Linked DNA regions of Ovis aries: all the other regions are linked to region 3. A link is a contact called in public Hi-C data. All regions are on one chromosome and are shown on one strand. Each heading gives the region's core, a stretch centred on a gene start, on an enhancer-like site or on the middle of the called end of the contact. The rest is flanking DNA. Distances are from core to core; before and after follow the strand shown. Region 1 overlaps AKAP13 (A-kinase anchoring protein 13). Region 2 overlaps AKAP13 (A-kinase anchoring protein 13). Region 3 has its middle 48 kb from the start of TRNAY-GUA.

Region 1 (4,691 bases), core at 1,740-4,239, 160 kb before region 3:
GTCGGGAAGATCCCCTGGAGGAGGGCACGGCAACCCACTCCAGCATTCTCGCCAGGGGAATCCCGTGGACGGGGGAGCCTGGCGGGCTGCAGTCAATGGGGTCACCAAGAGTCGGACAGGAATGACGTGACTGTGCACGCACGCACGCACCATCCTCTATGCTGTACGTATGTCTCATCAACATCTGAAGTTCATGGGAAGCCAGAGCCGTGTCTCAGAGGGCACTTCACGCACTGCCTTTGGAGCAACAAGAAGTTTCTGAGTGACTACATGAATGAACGAAGGGAGTAGGTGTCAGTTTACACAGAATATTAATGGCAAGCCAGAACATATTCACATTTGAACCTGAGTGTAGGCAAGAAAAGTAAAGAGAAAACAGCTCTGAGTGGCATGTTTTGGGAGAAAATTGGATGTAGCAAATGTTCTAGAAAGGTTTATCTCACAGAAGTATTCTAAGAAGGAAAAAAAGAGAACAGAGGCAAGGAAACCAGTCTGGGGAAACATTACAAAAACACAGTGCAAGGAAGCAAAAGGGAGTTAAAACTACTTTGGCACCAAGATGACCTAAAAAGAAATAAATGTGAGAAAGGCATGTGGCTGAAAATAATTTGATGAAATATGACAGCTGACGACGGGAGCTGGACAAATAGACGCAGAGGAAAAGAACAGACATAAAGCAACGCTAGGAGGAAAAAAGGGATATCTCTCCAAGGAAAATCGGGAGGGGGCTGTGGGAATGATTTGTGAGAAAGCGGATGATAAGCTTTAAATGCCAAGTTTCATCTGCCAGCCGGAGGGGAAACTGTAGACATTCTACAGACAGGACGTGCTCAGCCATATCCAACTCTTTGCGACCCCGTGCACTGCAGCCCGCCAGGTTCCTCTGGCCAAGAAGGACAAGGCATCAGGAAAGGTCTGGGTTGGTGAGGCAGATCTGAGAGTCAACCGCACTAAGTTGAGAAGCCTTGCCAGCAATGAGGTCACCATGGTAACAGAGAGCCAAGGCCTAGACTCCAAGTTCCTGTAGAGGAGGGCAGGGAGGGAGAAACAGGCTAAGCAAGGAAAGGCCAGCCAGCGAAGAGACGACATCGAGGAACACAGCATCAGTGATGCTAAAAGAGGTGAGGACCAAAGGATTCGCAGCTTCAAAAGCGATGATGGTTAAGCAGTCTTCAGAACACACAGGGGAGGAGAGCTGGGAAGACAGGAAAGCAGCAAACCCAAGAACTGTTTCATTTTTCTCCAGCCTTAAATGGGTCTTTTCACAACATACTATTCCAGGCCCTCAACCCCAGAAACAAGATCCTCTGGACCCAACAGGAACTCAAACTCAAATGCCATCAAGGAAGAGAACGAGACTTACCGTATTTCTCTCTGTTTAATGGCAGCCACAATCGAGTCCTCTCTAATCAAGGATACTGAGTTTTTTTCATTTTGCATACTCCAGAGAGCTCACAACTAAAATATCGCTTCCTAGATTCGTGACGCAGTTAATTTCCAACCATCAAAAATATTTCAAATTTCTCTTTACTTTAACCATTTTGTTAATAATAACCTCAATAACTACAAAAGTCTTCGTATTTTCTCCAAGATCATATTGCTCACAATCGTTGATCTGTACTAACGAGGTAGAAAGCCAGACTGAATTAATGAAAGTTAAAGGACTTTCAGAGGACTTATTGCTATCAAATATACGATAGGACCACTAACCATCAGTTATTGGGGTCATTTTTGAAATAGGAATATTTGAAATTTTAATGTTGATATGTAAATAAGCCTTAAAATACTTGAAAATATTTTATTACTTGAAACATTTCCTTGAGTGTGTTTTATTAGTTCATAACATTTTACTGCTAGAATAAATTTTTATTCCAGTCCATCCATCAAGTAGATAAGTTAAACAGTTGAAAGCTATTTAACAGCCCAATATTAATGTGTTCGTTCCCTTCCCTTCTGCTCTGTTCCCATTACCAAAGCCTTAAGTTATTCGTCCATTGATGCTTAACAAGCACACAGTGCCTCTGTTTAATGCAGTTTGTCTCTGGTATCATCTGGTACTAGAATTATAAATACTTCCTGTCCGCCAGGAGCCTCGACAGACATGCCTATGGACAGAAGGCCACCCGGTAAGTGCTATAATTAGCAGAAACACAAGCGTCTCTAGGCACCCATACTCTGTCCTGAGGCGGGTATGAGGAACGCCTCTGCAGGGAATTGGCTGCGTCTGAGTCTGCTCATGGCTCAGGACGGATCACCCAGGGAGGAAAGAGTCTTCTGAACGCTTAGCCATTTACAGTGGAGCTGGGGCTGGGCCCTCATCCAGCTCATCTCTGTACACACAATATCTCTCCAGAAGGCCTGAGACATCGCAAGTGCTTAATGTCTGCTGGGCTGAACCAAAAACATGTCATCCTTTTTCAAAAACAAAATGTAAAATGCCACAAATTAAACCCAACACTGAGTCTGTCTTCCTTGTCACTCACTTAACAGTGGCGGAGCATTTGGGGAGAACTCTACAGCATCTAGAGGTGAGATGGCTGGACAGCATCACCAACTCGGTGCACACGAGTCTGAGCAAGCTCAGGCAGCAGGTGATGGACAGGGAAGCCTGGCGTGCTGCAGTCCAGGAAGCTGCAAAGAGTCGGGCACGACTGAGCAACCGAACAGCAACAAATGTTAGAAAATACTGTAACCATTTTATTTGACATTTGAGGTTAGTTTTTATTTCAACCAGGCTAATCTTTTCCCAGATAAAGATACAGGTCAGTGAAATCCCTATAACCTGCTTTCATTTTTGATCATATGTCTATATTCCAGCCAAAAGGCATTCCCCTTCCCAAAGTTAACATTAAACTATTAAATACTATTACTAATTATGGTCAAAATTCATATTGTCTTCCAGCTTCATAATTTTGCAACATTAAGATATACATAAATACTTAAAAAGATTTCCAAGCACCACCGACATGGTCCGTTAAAATAAAACCAGTAGATGGCGCTCAATTTGTCTGTAGAGTGCTCCGTATGGACTGGTTTTAGGGACTACTCTCTCTGAACATGGAAGAATCTTGAAACTTCAGCTGGAAAAGGAATTAAAATTACAAAAAGTTTGGAAATCATTTAATGAATGGACCCCGTAATGGAAAGTGTTCCTTAAAAAGAAGTTTTTTTTACAATTCGAAGAGGATGAGCTTTCTGTTTCAATGTACAACCCTGCCTCTCAGTCTATTCCTGTTAATAAGCAAAGCTAAATTGGTACAAGGGTGTTGGCTGGCGGCTTTAAAAAACAGCCTCACCCTCTCACAAATGTTTCACAACTCTCTGGAACTGCTCGAGTAATTGGGTCAACACTTAAAGAGACAGTCCCCCTTTGCTAACAGGACCAGGTGTTTGGTTAAAATGCAGACACCATGAGGACTTCTTAAAATTAGTTCTTGACAGAACATTTCTCTCTTCCTTCTCTGCCCTCCTGGGAAGCGGAGGACGTAAGTGGCGCATTCTATCATTAAAACCCGGCTACTGGACTTGTGTTCTGCCCAGCTCCCACACTTATCTGTGTAGCTGCCTTGGCTACTCCTTGCTCAGGTCTCTTTTCTTCCTCTAAAGGCATCTATGAAACTGGGTCTCCAGGTTTCCGGACTCACCCTCCAAACAATACAAGGCAACAGGACAAATATCCAAAATACAATCTGGTCAAGTTACGCTCCTGAGACTCATGGACGACCAACAGGATGACGTCCTCACTCACGAGTGCGTCCCTTCAGCTTGCAGGAAACGAGGTTCCCCTCAACACAGGATTGCTCCCCAGCCGCCTCTGCCTCCCAGAGCCCCTCCCGCTGACAGTGGTGGTTTGGTTGCTCAGTCGTGTCCGATTCTCACGGTCCTATGGACTGGAGGCCCCCAGGCTCCTCTGTTCATGGGATTCTCTGGGCGAGAATACTGGGATGGGTTGCCATGCCCTTCTTCTCTACCCAGGGATCGAACTCGGGTCTCCTGAGTTGCAGGTGGATTCTTCACCAACTGAGCCACCAGGGAGGCGCCACACAAACACTGCGAGCACACAACACACAGGCAGGACACACCAGAGGCTGAAGCCTGACTCGTGTTACGTGCGTCTCACCGCCTGGGCACACAGCTCCCTTCACCTCACTCACTTGACCGGCGATGCCCAGGCAGGGAGGGCATGAAACCAGCCCCGCCTTTCTTTTCTGAGGAGCCACCTGGTCTCCTTCCTCGGGTGAAAGGCCTGCTTGCTGATCTCAGACACTGTGCCTGCCTCCTGGCACGGAGGCCAAGGCCTCCAGTTCCTTTCCTGTCTGTGCAACGGGCAATGTCTCCATCAGGGGACCCAGTGGGTCCAGGGCGCCTGCTCAGATCTCACTCCCAGCCCACTCACTCCCGTCACTTTGTCAGCAAAGTAACGTCTCTGCTTTTTAATATGCTGTCTAGGTTTGTCGTTGGGAAGATCCCTGGAGAAGGGGACAGCTGCCAACTCCAGTATTCTGGCCTGGAGAATTCCATGAACAGAACAGCCTGGCAGGCTACAGCCATGGGACTGCAAAGAGTCAGACACGCCTGAGCGATTTTCACTTTCAACCACAGCTGTACATTATGTCCCCGCCCTCCTGGATCTCCCTCCCACCTCCCGCCCATGTCTGTCATTTTAAAAATCACATTCAGCCTTCACAGAA
Region 2 (4,386 bases), core at 783-3,282, 140 kb before region 3:
CCTTGTGGCCCAGATTCAATCTTTACAAGTGGGGAGAAAGATGTTCTGATTGAAAAAGACAAAAGTCTTTGCAGTCATATAAGATGTTTTAACAACCAACCAATAGGATATTAAAAGCAGTTACCAAAAAAAGAACAGTGTGTGCACAAGCTACTCTTTTATATAATCCCCCAAACTCATAAGATGCTTCCCCAGTTATCACTAGGGCACTCAGGGCGGAGGGGAGACCTCGAGACAGCCCTCCTCCTCTCAGAGAAGGGGGCTACCAGTCTTGCCTCCATCAACTAGAAGCTTTTGGTCTCCTGAAAATCAGCGGCTGGATTCCCTGTCATTACCCCTCTAAATGAATTCTCACAAAAATCTTAGGAAGAACTTTAGAGAAGACTTACAGCATTATATAATACATTTGTGAATATTGAGAACAGCATGTTCTTAAAAGCTCACCTTGGTGATTTGACCAGGATTTCATCTAAGCTAAAATTATCTTAGTCCAGAATTACTTCAGATGGTCAAATCTTTTGTTAAATAAACCAATCTCAGAATAAGCTAATCCCATCTTCATAAGAATCAGAGAAGAAGGCCCAAGTAATTTCATTCTAATAGATTTTGAGTGTCTTGCTCAAAATAGGGGACCTGATCAATTACAATCTTAGCAGTATTTAAAAAAAAAAAAAAACCATACAGGAACAGCATTCAAGGTGCAAAAAGAAAAAGATAAAATCCCATACTTGGCAAGATGCCAGACCAGATCACAAAAACTTAACAATCGAAATGCTAACAGCGTAAATTAGAAATCAAAGACCAAATTTTAGAATAAAAAGCAATGCCTGAGCAACCACACATACCTCAAACAACAGAATCCTCTCAGTATTAAAACTTTTTCACAAATCGGCCAATTTAGTCAGGTTGTGAGTCTGAGGATCAAAGGCTCACCCCAAAAACAGTTAACACACACCCCTAGGGAAAAAGATAAATCTATAACCAGACTCCCACACACGATCATCTCCAACCAGTAGCAGGCCACGGGTTTCATTCACTCTGCTGCAAGACGTGCCCAGCCAGGTGGCCCCACAGGGACTGACTACCTCCCCTGCTTGCCCCGTTTGCCCTCTAGTCCACACTCTCACCCCACCAACACACACACAATAACAGACCTGCCAAACACACACACGCACACACACGAAGACACACACAATAAGAGACCCACCCAACACACACACACACACATAAACAGACCCGCCCAACACACACACACACACACTAACAGACCCGCCCAACACACACACACACACACACACACAGCTTAGGGCACTCTTGTACCCTTAGGTGCTAAAATCACCTACAAAAATCCACACTGAAAACCAAACTTGAGAAATGGAGCAGGAGTCAACTCTTTCAGAAAACCTTTGTTTTTCTAACCAACAGATTCAAAAAGCAAGCATGGATGATTACAAAAAATTTTAAAAAAAAAAACAAACAAACAGGAGAAAAGACAGACTGAAGATGGAGTACTTTCTCAACACATTGAATATCCATTTAACTTAAAATTAAGCACCATGCTCACTAGTCTTTTAATCAGCTTTCTAAGTCCTGTTCAGACTTGCCCAGGACAAAAGACTCAAAGAATCTATAAATGCACGAACCAAATCCATTTGCTTTAACTGACTTATGAAGTATTGCTGACCATCCCAACAGAAGAAACATCAGTGGAAACCAAAACAAGAATTAATACCTTGTAACCAGACCTGCAAGGTTTGGAGAAATCTATGGAGACAAACTAGTGACCTACTAGCCTTCTGGTGTTTCCTGATTTGCCAGAAGACCTAGAATGACTGTGTGTACAAGGAACACAAACAAACTTCTCTGGTGTGCCCGCTACATCTGAGCGAAAGGTCTCGTGATGCCCTCTGAACTGTCTGGAATCATGGACTCGCCTGAACTTGTTTCAAAGCCAGAACCCATACAAGTTATTCTGATATGAGGATTAAAGAGGGCTGACAAACTGTCTGTCCACCCACACTGGTCAAAGGGACAGTTCATTGTTGGGCTGGCAGCACAGGCTGCTGGAAGGATAGACCTGCCAGAAGTCATCAAGGTGATGACCCTAGAAGCATCGGATTGCTAGACTCGGACGCCTTTAGGCTTCCTCAATGCTGACAAACCAGGGGAAGCAAGGACTAACATTTACAGAGCGTTAGAGCCAGTATCAATAACCTCAGACATGCAGACGACACCACCCTTATGGCAGAAAGTGAAGAGGAACTAAAAGGCCTCTTGATGAAAGTGAAAGTGGAGTGTGAAAAAGTTGGCTTAAAGCTCAACATTCAGAAAACTAAGATCATGGCATCTGGTCCCATCACTTCATGGGAAATAGATGGGGAAACAGTGGAAACAGTATCAGACTTTGTTTTTTGGGGATTCAAATTCACTGCAGATGGTGACTGCAGTCATGAAATTAAAAGACACTTACTCCTTGGAAGAAAAGTTATGACCAACCTGGATAGCATATTGAAAAGCAGAGACATTACTTTGCCAACAAAGGTCCGTCTAGTCAAGGCTATGGTTTTTCCAGGGGTCATGTATGGATGTGAGAGTTGGACTGTGAAGATAGCTGAGCGCCAAAGAATTGATGCCTTTGACCTGTGGTGCTGGAGAAGACTTTTGAGAGTCCCTTGGCCTGCAAGAAGATCCAATCAGTCCATCCTAAAGGGGACCAGTCCTGGGTGTTCATTGGAAGGATTGATGCTGAGGCTGAAACTCCAATACTTTGGCCACCTCATGTGAAGAGCTGACTCACTGGAAAAGACTCTGATGCTGGGAGGGATTGGTGACAGGAGCAGAAAGGGACAACAGAGGATGAGATGGCTGGATGGTATCACCGACTTGATGCACATGAGTTTGGGTGAACTCCGGGAGTTGGTGATGGACAGGGAAGCCTGGTGAGCTGCAATTCATGGGGTCGCAAAGAGTCGGACACGACTGAGCGACTGAACTGAACTGATAGTCAATATTATTTTTCTATATGCAGACCACTTTTTAAGTTTTTATTGAAATTGTTACAATTTTTCTTCTGTTTCATGTTTTGGTTTTTTGATCACGAGCATGTGGGATTTAAGCTCCCTGACCAAAGATCGAACCCACAACACCCCTGCGATGGAAGGCGAAGTCTTAACCTCTGGACCGCCAGGGAAGTCCCTCCAACACCATTTTTAATCCCCTTTTTAAAAATACTATTTTCCCCATTTTTCCCCCATCTCACTGGTTGGGGAGAGGGGTGTTTCCTTTAAATGATTAAATTATTTAATATCAACATAAGAGGTAGATGAACCTAGAATTCAAGCCCAGTCTGATGTCACCAACCGACCTGCCCTGCTTGCCTCTAGCCCTCATTCTCAGACAGTACAGATTCTTCTCGACTTCGTTAACTCAACCATCACTGGGCATCTACAGCATGCTGGGCACCCTGCTCAAGGCATTGAGAGTACAAACAGAGCTTATCTGAGGACTAACAGAGAGAAAGCACTAGTGAGCGCTACAGGGAAGCACCAATAAGAGGGAACAGGCAGTGAGTAGGATACAGTTTTAAATATGGGGCTGAGGGAAGGCCTCCTGGGGTGGCTTTTACCCCCACAGTGAAAGAGATTAAGAAAGCAAGTAATACAAATTAATAGATGAAAGACCCTCAAACTGGTCCTAAAACGGAGAACTCAAGAGTTCGGATGCGCAACCATCACGCACTTGCTATATACAGTGCATCAACTTATTTCACACATTTAAACAGACTTAGTTTACTTGAGAACTGCATTCTAAAAAAAGGAGACTACGTATTACAGGAAGGCAATCTTCTCAGTCAGAGCAAACGCACTTGAAAACCAACCTATACCCCAAGCCCAATTTGGAGACCACAGGAGTCTCTGCTTTGTCTACAGACTTTTTATCAAGAGGAAAATTGAACAAAAGCACCATGTCTGTCCAATCATTTCATCAAGGAATTTTAAGAGAAAATCCCAAAATGTTTTCTGTCTCCGATAACAAACTGGTGAATGACTTCTCAAGCAGCTGTGACTGACGCTGCGGGACCGGTAAAGGCTGCACCCCATTTGAAAGAGACCATGAAGAAAAGGAACTATCAAAATGCAAAGATTTACATGACCTGATGGTAGGTGTGTCTACCAACTCTGCCACTCCACAGCAACCTGTTACAGTTCTGGGGAAGTCATAAACTTGGGGGTGTGTGAAGTAATAGTAATAACAAGTGCAGTAAGTGTATTTATTCTTCCCACATTTTGCGTTGCATTTCAAAATGCTCCAAGAAAAACCAAACAGTTTGCTCCTGTATAAATGGAACATGTTCACTTTATGCCAAAACAGGCTCCTCCAATTTTA
Region 3 (4,623 bases), core at 407-2,906:
CCGATGCAGGAGACATGGATTCAATCCCTGGGTTGGGAAGATGCCCTTGAGAAGGAAATGACAATCCCCTCCAGTATTCTTGCCTGGAAAACCTCAGGGACAAGAGAAGCCTGGTGGGCTCCTCTTGACACAGAGTCAGACAGGACTTAGCAACTGAAAACAAATTCATTGCAACATTTTTTTTCTTTTACAGTAGCAAAACATTGGAAACAACCCAGTAAGCAAGAATGAAGCCCTGGTTAATTAAACTGTAGTATGTCTGTACAATGGAATATTGTGCAGCTGTAAAAGGAAAAGAATGAGGAAGGTCTTCATGCACTGATGTGGGAAGATCTACCAGGTAATTTGTGAAGTGAAAGAAGCAAGGCACAGAGCAATAGGTATCGTGTACCACGCTTGTGTACACATGGGAGAAAAATAAGTCTATACAGTTCTCATTAACTGGTATATGTATAGAGAAATGCTGAACGTGCCTCTACGACAAGGAGCGCACGACAGCGGTTACCTGTGTATGTGGCAAAATAGACAAGATGAGGGCAACTGGACATTTGCGGGTCAGTGGGGATGAGGTGTTTTTTAAACTTTTTATTTCATGTTGGAATACAGCCTATTAACAGTGTTGTGGTAGTTTTAGGTGACATCAAAGGGACTCAGCCATACACATCCATGTATCCATTCTCCCCCAAACTCCCCTCCCATCCAGGCTGCCATGTAACATTGGGCAGAGTTCCTTGTGCTAGACGATAAGTAGGTCCTTGTTGGCTATCCACTTTAAATATAGCAATGTATACATGTTCATCCCCAACTCCCTAACTAGACGAGAGACTTTTTATTGTATCTCTTTCTAGCCTTTATGATTTCGAAAGATGTGACTGTATAATATGCTTATGTGCTGTGCTCATTGCTCAGTTGTGTTCAATTCCCTGTGACCCCAGAGCCCGTCAGGCTCCTCTGCCCATGGAATTTTCCGGGCAAGAATACTGGAGTGGCGTGCCATTTCCTGCTCCAGAGGATCTTCCCAACCTAGGGAGCGAACCCACATCTCTTGTGTCTCCTGCATTGGCAGGCGGACTCTTCACGCCTAGCACCACCTAGGAAACCCATTAGTGTTTATAAATTAAATCAAATAAACAAGCATTATAGCTCTGACACTTTGTTACCAGCTGATCCTGGAAACTTACTTAACATCTTCCAGTCTGGATGTTGACTTCAGGGCAATGAAGATATTTACATTTGCCCTCCATGGCCTGCTAGGTCCCTGAGCAACAGTAAGTGGAAAGCCCAGTGCTTGGAGGAGTGCCCACAAATGTTGGGTGAGCTTCCTTCCCTATGGGAGTGCCAAGGTTCTCTCTGTTCTGGGGCAGAGCTGCGAGCCACTGGCTCCGAATTTCTCAGGAAACAATTTAGGTGCAACCTTCTCCTGCTTGCCTTGTCGAGACTTAGTATCTGAGTCGTAGCTCTCCAAGTAAAAATGATCGGTGACCTTAAGAATTCAGTGGCAAAAACAAAAAAAAAAAAAAAAAAAGAATTCAGTGGCCCCTGAACACTCTTTTGGGCGGGGCAGCCTCTAGAAACCTCTGCTTCACTTCCTTGTTGGTTTGTCTCTTCCCCATCGGCTGGCTCTGCTTGTAGTCAACTCTTGCCTGACTTCCTGGGGAGCAGTCCCAGGGCTCAGGTGCCTCCCCCGGGGGCGGGGGCGGGGTGGAAGGAGGCCGCTTGCCTGAAGTGAGGGGACCGAAGTCTGTTATCAGTGAATCAAGCTTTCTGCCCCAGGGAAGCCTTGGGAAGAGAGCCAGGAGCCGGAGGAGGGGCTCCGAGGGACCACCCAGCACCCCAGCCCGGTCTTGTGATGCGGGGGTCACGGGGTGCTCTGACATCGAGACTGGTGTGTGATCGTTCGCAGGTCAACGCCGAGAGTCGCAAGCGGAGCTCGGAGGTTAGGACAGAACCCGCAGTGCTGGGCGGAACAAAGCCAGCCGCACACACGCTTGCCCGGCCCTTTCGCTTCCTCGGGGAAGGGACCGCGCGCGGCCTCTAGCGGCCTCTCCTACACCTGCACTCCCGAGTCTACACCCTTGTGCATGATGGGTCCTGTGCAACTCTGCCGCGGGTACGTGGGCAAGAGGCTGCGGGACCGCGTGACGTGGTCCTCGGAAAACCCTAACCCGGCAGAGTTGTGGCGGGTCCCGTCGGCAAGCGTGTGAGTCAGGCTGGACCCCACCCGCCCCTCGCCTGCCGCTCTGGGCTCCACCCGCCTATCCACGCTGCATCCAGAGCTCCTCCCCACGCCCTTCCTCCGGCTCCTCTCCCAGCTCGGTTCCCCTCTCCGCCTCAAGTTATCCAGGGGCTGTCTGCTGCCGTTAATCTCAGGCAATGCTTTGCAGCACCGGTCGCTGCATGCCTTCAGGCCCTCCTCTGCACGGATCCTGGGGCCTAATATTTCTTGAATGAGTGAAGCAAGCCTGTTTGAGTAAGTTGAGAGAGGACCTGAAGTTGAACTGCTTCCATTCGCCTTAATCTATTTTCTAGGTTATTTAAAAACATGCAGCAGTGACTCTTTTCTGCCGATAGTTACAAAATTTTGGTATTATGAAATGTGCTGGACACAACGATCAAATCAAATCCTCTGATTTTTTGGAAGATCATTGTAAACCCTATCTTTGTTCCCTATTGAGAAACAAAACAAAAAACGAAACAACAAAAAACCACAAAAGACAAAAAAAAACCACCCAAACGCTTGCATACTCACTGGGTATATGAAACTGTTTAAGGTACAAGTACTACATTTTCTTGAACCCAAGATGGATCCTTTTAGGGCAATTACAAAGATATAACCTGGCTTTGATTTTTGTGCATATTCTTACTTCAAATGTCTGTTTTCTGTATTACCAGCTACTGTCCACAGAGGGTCATAAATCCCCTGGAGAAGTCATATGTTACACCACGTGATTTGCTTTGCATCTGTTTTGCAGCTGTTCACTTTGCAGTTTTATTTTGCCTGTTGGAAACCCTAGAGCAGTACTTCTGAAACATGAATGTACATACGGGTCACTTGGAGGATCTTGATAAAATGCAGATTTTGTGTTAGAAGGTCTGGGGAGGGCTGAGATTCTATAGTTCTAAGGAGACGCCAGGTGGTGCCGATTCTGCTGCTCCGGACACCACCCTTAGAATGGTGAGGTGGCGGAAAAATAGGAACAAAAGGACGGAACGCTCGTGGGATTAGTGTGGACGCGCTTGCACTGAGAACTGGCTGTGGAGGAGTTTTCCTTGGAGAGTCTGGTCTACTCTTCCCCTTGCCCTTCACTTTCCCTTTTCTTTAAAATATTCTTTCCTGTTGTCTTGATTGGAGAGAAACTGGGAAAGCAAAGCCAGAAGCTATGTTGATCCAGGATGTGTGGGTAACATCTTAGGCTTCTTCGGGTCATCTGGGCTGGAAGAAAATGAAAGGATCTGCAGCTTAGCTATCGCTGAACCCTGTGCGGCCTCTGCACTTTGTGTAAGAGCAACCAGAAGGAGACCCAGAACCGCGGTTTCAGTTCCCTCAACTTTATGTTACTAATGTGAGAGATACAGCGGGCATTTGCAAGGGGCTCTGCTCTGCTCTTTTCTTTCCGCATGCTGTGATCAAGGGCGGGGTTTCTCAGCTGCTGCACTGTTGAAATTTGGGGCTGGATAAATATTTGTTGTGGGAGAACCTGACTGTCCTGGGTGTTATAGGATGTTTGGCAACATCTCCTGGACTCTTACCATTTAGAAATCTGCAGCGCCTGCCCCGCCCCCGCCACTAGTTCCCAGTTGTCACAACAAAAAAAGTCTCCAGACATTTCCTAGATAACATCTTGGGGACCAAAATTGCCCTTGTTTGAGAAACACTGATCTAAGATAAAGAATATTCCGTCAGTTCTACTCGATGTCTATCTTTCCCAGCTTTATCTGTCTTTTTAAATAGCATCTTATTTTCCACTTCCTAGGTGGAATGTTTCTAAGTGGGATACCACAAAATGAAGTTTCCAAATTAGTGACGCTAAGGCATATCAGTTTGTACTCCGTGCCTATTCCAATGGATTGGTTCTGGCTACTAGAGACACTAGGTTGAAGAGGGTTCTGAGGATTCCATTTGCATCAGGAAATAGCATTGTCTGCCACGGATGTGGGGTAGAGTGGCCATTATGTTTGCCATGAGTTTGTCTCATTTAAAACTATAAATTGCCAGCTTCCTCTGCATTCCAGTTTATTCTCAGGGGGGCAGTAGCTGGAGTCTGTTGAAAAGCATGTTGGCTTTGGGATCTGAAGATCTGAGTTGGAATTCCAGCTATGCCATTTACTAAATATGACCTTGAATGAGTGGATCATTTAATCTCGAGTTTCAGTTTCCTCAGCTTAGAAAATGGGCTATTCATTCCTAGGTCATACAATGGGTGTGAGGATTAAAGGAGACAAATGAAAGTATCAAAATAGTACCTGTCTTACAGGGCAGAGGTCCCCAACCCCTGGGGCCATGGACTGGTGCTGATTCGTGGTGTGTTAGGAGCTGATCCACACAGCAGGAGGTGAGTGAGCAAAGCTTCATCTGTATTTACGATTGCTTCAGGTGGCGCTGGTGGTGAAGAACCTGCCTGT

What was found. A called contact is a pair of places that touch in the nucleus more often than the background predicts.
Region 1: a Hi-C map of muscle shows a contact between it and region 3, with 5 times the contacts expected there. The contact joins two enhancer-like sites. A contact is called at or near these places in 5 of 16 Hi-C or Micro-C datasets (blood, liver, muscle and 2 more).
Region 2: a Hi-C map of liver shows a contact between it and region 3, with 3 times the contacts expected there. The contact joins two enhancer-like sites. A contact is called at or near these places in 2 of 16 Hi-C or Micro-C datasets (blood and liver).

The regions. Positions count from the first base shown.
Region 1 is chr18:15,727,214-15,731,904 of ARS-UI_Ramb_v3.0, reverse strand. All of the region lies in intron 3 of AKAP13 (A-kinase anchoring protein 13), which reads right to left. Among named protein-coding and RNA genes, the nearest start is that of AKAP13, 110 kb to the right of the region's middle. Within about 2 kb of position 2,989, at least 27 of the 54 cell types and tissues checked have an H3K27ac peak or open chromatin away from gene starts, as enhancers often do. A contact at or near this core is called in liver and muscle, where this site is marked.
Region 2 is chr18:15,705,172-15,709,557 of ARS-UI_Ramb_v3.0, reverse strand. All of the region lies in intron 2 of AKAP13 (A-kinase anchoring protein 13), which reads right to left. Among named protein-coding and RNA genes, the nearest start is that of AKAP13, 89 kb to the right of the region's middle. Within about 2 kb of position 2,032, at least 5 of the 54 cell types and tissues checked have an H3K27ac peak or open chromatin away from gene starts, as enhancers often do. A contact at or near this core is called in liver, where this site is marked.
Region 3 is chr18:15,564,459-15,569,081 of ARS-UI_Ramb_v3.0, reverse strand. No RefSeq gene overlaps it. Among named protein-coding and RNA genes, the nearest start is that of TRNAY-GUA, 48 kb to the left of the region's middle. Within about 2 kb of position 1,656, at least 41 of the 54 cell types and tissues checked have an H3K27ac peak or open chromatin away from gene starts, as enhancers often do. A contact at or near this core is called in liver and muscle, where this site is marked.